Linked DNA regions of Sus scrofa: regions 1 and 2 are each linked to region 3. A link is a contact called in public HiChIP or PLAC-seq and promoter capture Hi-C data. All regions are on one chromosome and are shown on one strand. The core of a region is the stretch at or near the end of the contact, and the rest is flanking DNA. Distances in the headings are between cores, read along the strand shown.

Region 1 (2,700 bases), core at 142-2,641, 150 kb after region 3:
TGTGTGTGTGTGTGTGTGTGTGTGTGTGTGTGTGTGTTTGGAGTGAAGAGGAACTACTGTTGATGTGGATGAACTGGAGGACCTTTCCAGAAATAAAGGATTTGTAAACAATCCAACAAATAAACACCAAAAATCAAGCACAAATCAGAGAGGAACAGAGGTGAAAAATGGGGGAGAAAAGGTTAGAAAAATGCTATCAACAGCAGGTATTTACCAAGCACCCTCTAGTTGTATTTTTACGTCCTCTACCAGCTAAGCAGCATATGGGACTCAAGGATATTCTTTCTTTTTTTTTCTTTTTTTTTGGCCATTTCTTGGGCGGCTCCCACGGCATATGGAGGTTCCCAAGCTAGGGATCTAATCAGAGCTGTAGCCGCCGGTCTACACCACACCACAGCCACAGCAACGAGGGATCCGAGCCGCGTCTGCGACCTACACCACAGCTCATGGCAACACCGGATCCTTAACCCACTGAGCAAGGCCAGGGATCGAACCCGCAACCTCATGGTTCCTAATCAGATTCGTTAACTACTGAGCCATGACGGGAACTCCAAGGATACTCTTGTCCTCAAAAGCCTACCATACTTTTGAGGGGTAAGACTTACTTATTTGTCAAAGACATAATTAAAATTCAAAGGCATCATTACCCTTAGAGTTGAGAGGAAAGAGCACTCCCTGTATTTATAGTCTCTTTGGAGACCAGATAGAAATTCAGTGGGAGTCAAGAGAAAATGAGAAAATCTTGAAAGAGTGACCATTTGAGTCTGATGACAAAGGGAATGTCTTTACGGGGGCGTGGGGAGGCGTTGGTTTTGTTAAAACTGCAGTGGGGAAAAAGATCTTAGTATTCTTTGCAACAACAGAAAATCCCCAGACAAACCTAAATGGGGCCTGGTAGTCTCACTGGCTTTATGCGAAGGGGGTGGGAGGTGGGGGGACCGGCTGGAGACATCCAGTGCACACTCCTGGTTTCCTCATTCAGCCTGAGAGACACTGATACCCCTTGTTGAGTTACTTATCCAGATCCTCTTTAAGCTCCATTTCTTTCTTTCCCCAGCAGATCCCTGGAGAGATGCCCTTTCAACCTCCCATCTCTGCTAAATGCCTTTTGGATCCCAGCAGTGGACTCCACTGGATGGGTGGATTGACTCAGAGCAGACTGTTACTGAGGCCTATTAGGGTTGGTGAAAAGCATTCTAGCCAGAGCCTCCAGGTTAGAAGAGAAATGACAGTATCCCTGTGACAAAGCCCAGCAACCCCCCCCCCCCGACAAAGGGTTAAAACTCCCCCCTCCCCTGCCCCCCAACTTGCTGCCAGAGATCAGCTAATCTGATAATTATGGCAACAAACACAGTTTAGACAAACAAGACCTGACCCTGAGGGTTTGGAATGAAAACATTTACTCTCTCTCTCCCCAGAGAGACGGTGCCTGGAGCATACACACAGAGAGACACTGGGAAAATACCCTTGTGCTGGAGCGACAGGGTGAAAACATCTGTGTTCCTGAGCTGCTTAAGAAGATAAAGTTAATGGGGAGAAGGCAGGGGGCGGGGGAGGTGGGAGGAGTGGGGAATGGTGCAGTCTGAGGGCGCGCATGTTTGGAGCAGATGGAAAATGTACCCAGAACTGGAGATGTGAGCCAATTGTAACTGATTTTACAACAGAGGTATACAGAGGAGTCTCAAAGATGCAGAATTCCAGTGAAAAACCTGGAGGGTGGCTAAAGGAGGAGAAACCTCTTAAACCCCCAAAGTAAGATTAATTCCTGAGAGCGGGCAGGGAAGATGATCCCAAGTGGTCCATGATTCTAAGTGAATTTCATACCTGCCTGCCAGGGAGTGAGGTTTACAGGGCGACCTGGCTAATCGTCGTTTTCTCACCCCCAATTTTGCTTCTAAACTGGACATGCCCTTCCCCTCTCCGCCGCCTGCCTCAAAACTTGTCAAGCTACTCCTTCTCTTTTGCTAAAATGCTGCTTCCTAGCAGTCTAATATGTGACACAAATGAACCTCTACAAAAATGAAACAAACTCATGGACTTGGAGAACAGACTTGTGGTTGCCAAGAGGGAGGGGGTGGGGGAGGGAGTGGGGTGGACGGGGAGTTTGGGGTGAGTAGATGCAAACTATTGCCTTTGGAGTGGATAAGTAATGGGATCCTGCTGTAGAGCACAGGGAGCTGTATCTAATCACTTGTGATGGAACATGATGGAGGATAATGTGAGAAAAAGAATGTATATATATGCATGCCTGGGTCACTGTGCAATATGGCAGAAATTGACAGAACACTGTCAATCAACTAAATAAGAACCATTTTAAAAGTTAATTAGATAAATAAATAAGAAAAGGAAAACTTGGTAGTTGCTGAACGTGGAGATTCTGATCTTGGCTTGCTTCAACCTGGAATTCCAATAGTTTCTCCTTTGCCAACTGCCCTCATGTTTTGCCGCCATATATCCAGGAAGGAGCCTAATCGCACCTCCGCACCAGATGTCATTTCTTTTTGATACGTGGCTGGTGGTGTATCAGCTGGTTGGCACTCCTCTCTCTGCAGAGCAAGATGATCTCTAGGCATCCAAATCCTTGGGGATTTGCAGATCATATATACAGATGACACCAAGCTAAGAGGAGGAACTACTGTGATTGATGATAGGATCAAGGTTTAAAATGCATTCTGTAAGGGGAAAGAGGGTCTAAAATCA
Region 2 (2,700 bases), core at 23-2,522, 170 kb after region 3:
GTGGCAGATACGCAATGACAATAGCTAATATTGCGGGAGTGCTTACTATATGCAACTAAACACTTCATACATATTAACTCACATAATCCCCACAACAACCATAAGGAAAGTACTATTATCTCCATTATATGGAGCATGAACAGAGAGGTTAAGTAGCTTGCCTAGATCTGCCCAGATTAGTAAATGGCAGCACTAGAATTTAAACCTAGGTTGTCTAGCTCCAGAGCTAGGTTCTTAACTGGGCATTTTCTAAAACTGTAATATTGCCAACAAGATACAGAAGCATAGGAAAGGGAGATGAATTTTAACCAGAGTGAGGGTTAAGGCATAGCTTTATGGAGGAGGCATTTGTTCTGGATCTTGAAGGTCAATAGGTGGAGAGAGGGGTTGGGGAAGGAACAGGCAGACTAAAAGAAGATTTTGGGTACCAGCCAGCTGATGGCAGCAAGATCTGGTTGAGTGCCTGTGTGGGAGAAAAGCTGGAGGGGGCGGCTGCGCCCATATTCTCAAGATCCTTGAGGATCAAGCCCTGTCAGATAGGAAGGGGAGAAAACGCCCGCAATTGGAAGAGTGGCAGAAAGGAACTCCTGGACACTTCCTCTTATCTTGCCTTGCTTTGCCTCTCGTCATGTCTTGCCTCCTGTCTGAAACCAAGGCAGGTGGCCCACCCACATTTCTCTCAGGCAGAGAAGGTCAAGGTCGCCCGCGCGGGCTCCGGAACGGCACGATTGGCAGAGGACTCCCGTCCCGAGTGCAGACGCCGGATTTGGCTGCTAGCCTGAGCCAGGCCAGGATGGGTCAGGAATGTACGCACTCTGCGGCGTGGCAGCTAGAACACCAGTTCTGTGGGTACCAGAAGGCCGGTCCTCCGGAATTCCCGCGGGCCACCGCCTGCTAATCTCTTGGCCCTTGAAGGTCGAGGAAACCGCCTCGCGGTACGACTGCCGCTCGGCTCCTTCCTTCAGCACCGGTAGGGCCAAGGAACAACAGCCTCAGTGATAGGAGGACGCTCTGCCAATCAGCCATAGACCCGCCCCATCTCGGCCGGCGTACAGTGCATTGGTTGCATCATTACCGGCCTCTGACAAGGTTCTCTTCTTGGATTGGCTAATAGCATCCCCTCCCTCCTGGCCTTTTTTGTCAGAAGCTCACGATTGGTTAACAGCTTTGCCAAACTCCCGACACGGCTCGACCATTGGAGGCCGTGGGCCCGCCCCCGCCTACTAGGTGAAGGTGAGAGTCTCCTCCAGTTGCAGCGGTTGGACGGTACCGAGCGGCTCCGGGCGCGAGGTGAAAGCTCCCGGCCGACTCCTGCTCTCTAGCTATGGCACCTCCATCAGTCTTTGCCGAGGTTCCTCAGGCCCAGCCGGTCCTTGTCTTTAAGCTCATTGCTGACTTCCGGGAGGATCCGGACCCCCGCAAGGTCAACCTAGGAGTGGGAGGTAAGGATGCAGTGCCCAAGTGTGTGAACAACCTGGGAGTGGAGCGGACCTAACTTGGGCTATGGGGACCGTAGGAGATGCCGAGGCCCACCTTGGTTCTGTCGGAGAGGTGGCAAGATCCACGAGGCTTGGTTCCATCTGCCCATTTTACAGATGGCCATATGGAGTCCTTGAAAAAGGGAGACGTATCTATGTACACACAGGAAGGTGTAGCAATCAGGACACAAACTCAGTTTTTCCGATTCTCTATTGTGTGTGTTATACTGCGTCCTTTCCCTAGGGAAAGGATGATTGAAAGGAGAGAGGGGAAAATAGAACGTTTGATATCAGGCTTGGAGACCTGATAGCTGGGGAATGGATAAAGGAGAACTCGTAGTCCTAGGGAGCGCTGATCTGGGTCGGTAAATATTTGACTGACTACCAGGTGTCAATCAGGCACTTTACCAAACCCTGTAAAAGACTGAGGCTTGGTTTTGGCTCCAAGGAGATTAAAATCAGCAGTGATAAAATAGAGATCTAAAATTCTTTCGAGACACGTTAATGCTCTTTGGGACGATCTGGGAAGAATGTGGTGGGAACGGGCAGGGATGGTGAAAGGAGTGGAAAGAATATAGATGGTGAAAAGGAGTGCGATGCATCACTTTGCACACATCTTTGTCTTTATTTCTTGTTTGTCTTTCTTGGACCTTGGATAGGTCAGAGCATGGGCCTTCAATTTGCCTTACTGCTAAGAAAAAGACTTGGACTGGAGTGCCTCTGAAATTTAACTCTAATCTTAATCTTCTCTGGTGAATGTATTATTTCTGTCACTGTCATTTGGATGTTTGAAGCCACACAGACACTCAACAACACCCAAAGACCAGCCAGGGAGAAGAGAGTGAATAGGATGATGTTCTGTGCTAGGGAACAAACTTAGAGCAAAAGGACTAGAAATTTTGAAAAGAGAAAATTGAACTGTTTTGTAGCAGAGACGCAGTGGCGAGAAGGAGGTTCAGAATTAGGTGTCTTACAAGTGACTGTGTCTGTCCATAGGACCTGTTAAAGTCTTCACCAAGGAGTATGGGGGATGAGTGAGAAGAAAGCCTTTAGAAAGTTCTTGGTTTGTTGAAAGCTGGATAATGGGTACATGGGCATCCATTATATTATTTTTATAATTTTTGTATATATTTGAAATTTTCCATAATAAAGCATTTAAAAAAAGCCAGTTCTACATAGTTTCACCCACAGAGGGAAGGTAATGTTTTTAGCAACAAGCAGA
Region 3 (2,981 bases), core at 112-2,611:
TTCTAAAGTTCAGAATTACATCATCATCTCAGTAAAACAGGGAGTGAAGATCTGGAAACACTGGGGGAACCTGTGCAAATACGCTCCAGTGAAGGGAGATTAAAGAAGCTGGGCAGATGAAGTGGGCCAAGTCTGTCTTCCTCAACCGAGCCGGCAACTCTTAGCGATGCACCTGCGCAACGTCCCGTCCGGGAGATGGTGCCCAAGGCTGGGAATTGCTGGAACTGTTCTCTAACCAGTGAGCTCTCCTCTGAGACTCCAGCCCACCCGCCTGGGAGGGACAGCGGTCTCACCACAGAAGGAAACCGTCACTGGTCGGAGGGGTTCACCAATGAGTCAGCTCTGGGACAAGCTGTGCGTCCGACAAGTTTCCACATAGTTGCTGTGCTTCCCTACAAACATAGGCAGCTGCCACCAGCCTGGCCTCCCCATCCGTCTTCGTCTCTGAATCATCCCGCCTTATTTCGACATTTCCCTTCTCCTCCAGCTCTCTGCCTGGCGTAGGACCTAACAGCAGGCTTCCGGAGAACTCATTCACTCAACAACTGCAGGGTTTACTGGGTGAATGCGGGGCAAGCCCAGTGCCAGGCACTGGGGGCTGAAGAGCACAAGGCCTTCAGGAGTCCGCCCGCGCGCAGCCCTGAAGGACCAACACTCTCGATCTGACCTTAGTTTAACGGGCTGCTGCCAGCATGTCGCAACAGTTTTACCGACAAGTCGGCGGGCCACGCCAGGGGATGCCCGGCCCAGGCCCGCCCCGCCCCACGCCATCCAGAGATCCCGCGGGAACAGAGCTCTCGAGCCAAGGCCACCCGCCAGCAAGCGATCCTCGAGTCTCGGGATTCGGGGCGGGGGCTCGAGAACGGGTCCTAACGGCATCCGTCAGCGGTTTGACCTTGAAAACCTGGCACCGCCCTCCCCTTCCACCCCCCCCGTCTTCACCCCACCAAACCCGGCTGCAGTGCCCACAGCCTCACCGGCGCCAGTCCGGGGCCCAAATTCCGCCTCGATAGCCCCTGGCGCTTCGCCCTCTTGCTGTAGCCAATCAGATTCCGACGTGGTGCTGGCCAATGGCCGCGGTCAAAGTATCAAGAGTGGTTGAGCCTATCAAAGTTTAGCCTTAAGTTTCTCCCGCCCTCTAGAAAAGTCGGAGGGCGGGTTTATCTTACATGTCGGCCAATCAAATGGCCAATAAACAAGACACCTCCAAGATCAAAGGGGAAGGGGTGGGATCTAAGCAGTAGCAACGCCGCGGGGCGGAGGAATGACAGGCAACTTTACTAATACCACAGACATATTTTTTCTACGTAAACTAAGGGGAGGGGCTATCTTGGCGGCTGCACCAATGGCTGGTTGAGGGGCGTGTCTTCGGGGCCAAGCGGGAGCCCGAGGCCCCGGGCTCCCTGGGCCGCGCCTGAGGCAGACGCAACGGGGCTGGGGGGCGGCGGCGGCAGTGGCGGCGGCAGCGGCGGCAGCGGGGGTGGGCGCCGCAGCTGGCCTGGGTGGATGGAGTTGGAGGGGCGGGGTACTGGCGGTGTGGCGGGGGGGCCGGCAGCGGGGCCGGGGCGGAGCCCCGGGGAGTCGGCGCTGCTGGAAGGGTGGCTGCAGCGGGGCGTGGGCCGGGGGGCCAGCGGCGGGGAGGCCGGGGCCTGCAGGCCCCCGGTAAGGCAGGATCCGGACTCCGGCCCAGACTACGAGGCGCTGCCGGCTGGAGCCACTGTCACCACGCACATGGTGGCGGGCGCCGTGGCAGGAATCCTGGAGCACTGCGTGATGTACCCCATCGACTGCGTCAAGGTGAGACCTGGACCTGTTCTGAACCCAACCTGGGGCTGACCTGACCCCTGGGTCATGTCCGGAGTCAGGGTCTCAGCCGAGAGCCGGAGCCGACATGGGTTCCTTTCTGGCTCCTGTCACCAGCCACGCTATTCGACCATACTCCATGCAAGCAAGGTTCCGGTCAGGAATTGATTCCAGTTAGGAACCAGGACCATTTTCTAACCTTCAGTGAGATTTGAATCGGGACTCTGGAAAGAAAATCTGTCAGCCAAAGGCCTGGATCCCTGCTGGGACTAAACAGGAGTAGGGTCGGGTGGGAAGGGAGCAGGTAAGTGCTACTAACTTGATTAAGGTGAAGCCTACTGAAGACCTTGAATAGGATCTTAATGGCTTGAGATGTTCTCTGGCAAATGCTCTTACAAGCTTCTTGCTGTGTTTTCCCTTAAAAGAGACAGGGCAGGAACCAGAATCTGGGATCTCTCAGTTAGATAAAGGATTTCCTTATTAAATCTTAACCCATGAGTGATTTGAAATCACTGTGCAGTCAGAATTCAGAGTTCCTGACTGGAAATAATGTGGGAAAGATGATGTTCAGGAAAAAGTTTCGGTTTCTCTATGCAGCAAGCATGATACCCCACCTATTTCCTGACCATGAAAATTGAGCTGGGATGGGGATTGTGTATGTGCAGGGAGCACAGTGGCCCTCAAAGGAGAAATGGACCTCATGGTGTATTTTTTAGCCACTTGAGGTAGACAACAAGAGAAAAGTTGCTTAGAAGGGAAGCATGGCAATACTGGAAAGTAGATGTTAGTGTGAAGAAAATAAAATCGGATCCATACGAGGATGTGATTCATGTGAAAGTAAAACTTAATTTTTTTATCCACACCAAGCAGCCTGATGAGTGGGTCCAAGAAGTCAGGTACTTGTGAGAAAAGCTGGGTGAAGAGGGGAACAGATTCTTTACAGTTCTTTTTCTTATGCGTTAGCAAAGGAACCACCACTAAATAAACTGAGTGAGAAGTACACTCAGGGAGACTTGAAATAAGTATAATGACAGAGACTGTTTCCTCCTTTACATGTTAAGGGCAATAGTCAAACAGTATTCTCACAGTTCTAAGACAATGTGTTTTCTCCTCAAATTAGGAAAATGTTACATATTCAGGAGGAGAGCATCACCTTGGGAGATGCAAAGTCTCTCTCT

The links. Promoter capture Hi-C pulls out the DNA fragments that hold promoters and counts their contacts. HiChIP or PLAC-seq counts read pairs in DNA pulled down with a chosen protein or histone mark.
Region 1: a promoter capture Hi-C map of liver shows a contact between it and region 3, with 2.1 times the contacts expected there. The contact joins the enhancer-like site here to the promoter of SLC25A28 in region 3. A contact is called at or near these places in 1 of 5 promoter capture datasets (liver) and 13 of 47 Hi-C or Micro-C datasets (adipocytes, blood, embryonic fibroblasts and 7 more).
Region 2: a contact with region 3 is called in an H3K27ac HiChIP or PLAC-seq map of alveolar macrophages. The contact joins the promoter of GOT1 here to the promoter of SLC25A28 in region 3. A contact is called at or near these places in 2 of 5 promoter capture datasets (fetal skeletal muscle and liver), 23 of 47 Hi-C or Micro-C datasets (adipocytes, alveolar macrophages, blood and 15 more) and 2 of 2 datasets of contacts at active chromatin or transcription factors (alveolar macrophages and skeletal muscle).

The regions. Positions count from the first base shown.
Region 1 is chr14:110,656,097-110,658,796 of Sscrofa11.1, reverse strand. No RefSeq gene overlaps it. Among named protein-coding and RNA genes, the nearest start is that of GOT1, 22 kb to the right of the region's middle. Within about 2 kb of position 1,391, at least 4 of the 83 cell types and tissues checked have an H3K27ac peak or open chromatin away from gene starts, as enhancers often do. A contact at or near this core is called in liver, where this site is marked.
Region 2 is chr14:110,634,397-110,637,096 of Sscrofa11.1, reverse strand. It overlaps GOT1 (glutamic-oxaloacetic transaminase 1), which reads left to right and starts at 1,272. Exons shown (of 9, transcript NM_213927.1): 1 at 1,272-1,442. The coding sequence starts at 1,325.
Region 3 is chr14:110,804,011-110,806,991 of Sscrofa11.1, reverse strand. It overlaps SLC25A28 (mitoferrin-2), which reads left to right and starts at 1,361. Exons shown (of 4, transcript XM_003133165.4): 1 at 1,361-1,797. The coding sequence starts at 1,507. It overlaps LOC110256623 (a long non-coding RNA gene), which reads right to left and starts at 1,261. Exons shown (of 2, transcript XR_002338384.1): 1 at 978-1,261; 2 at 1-392.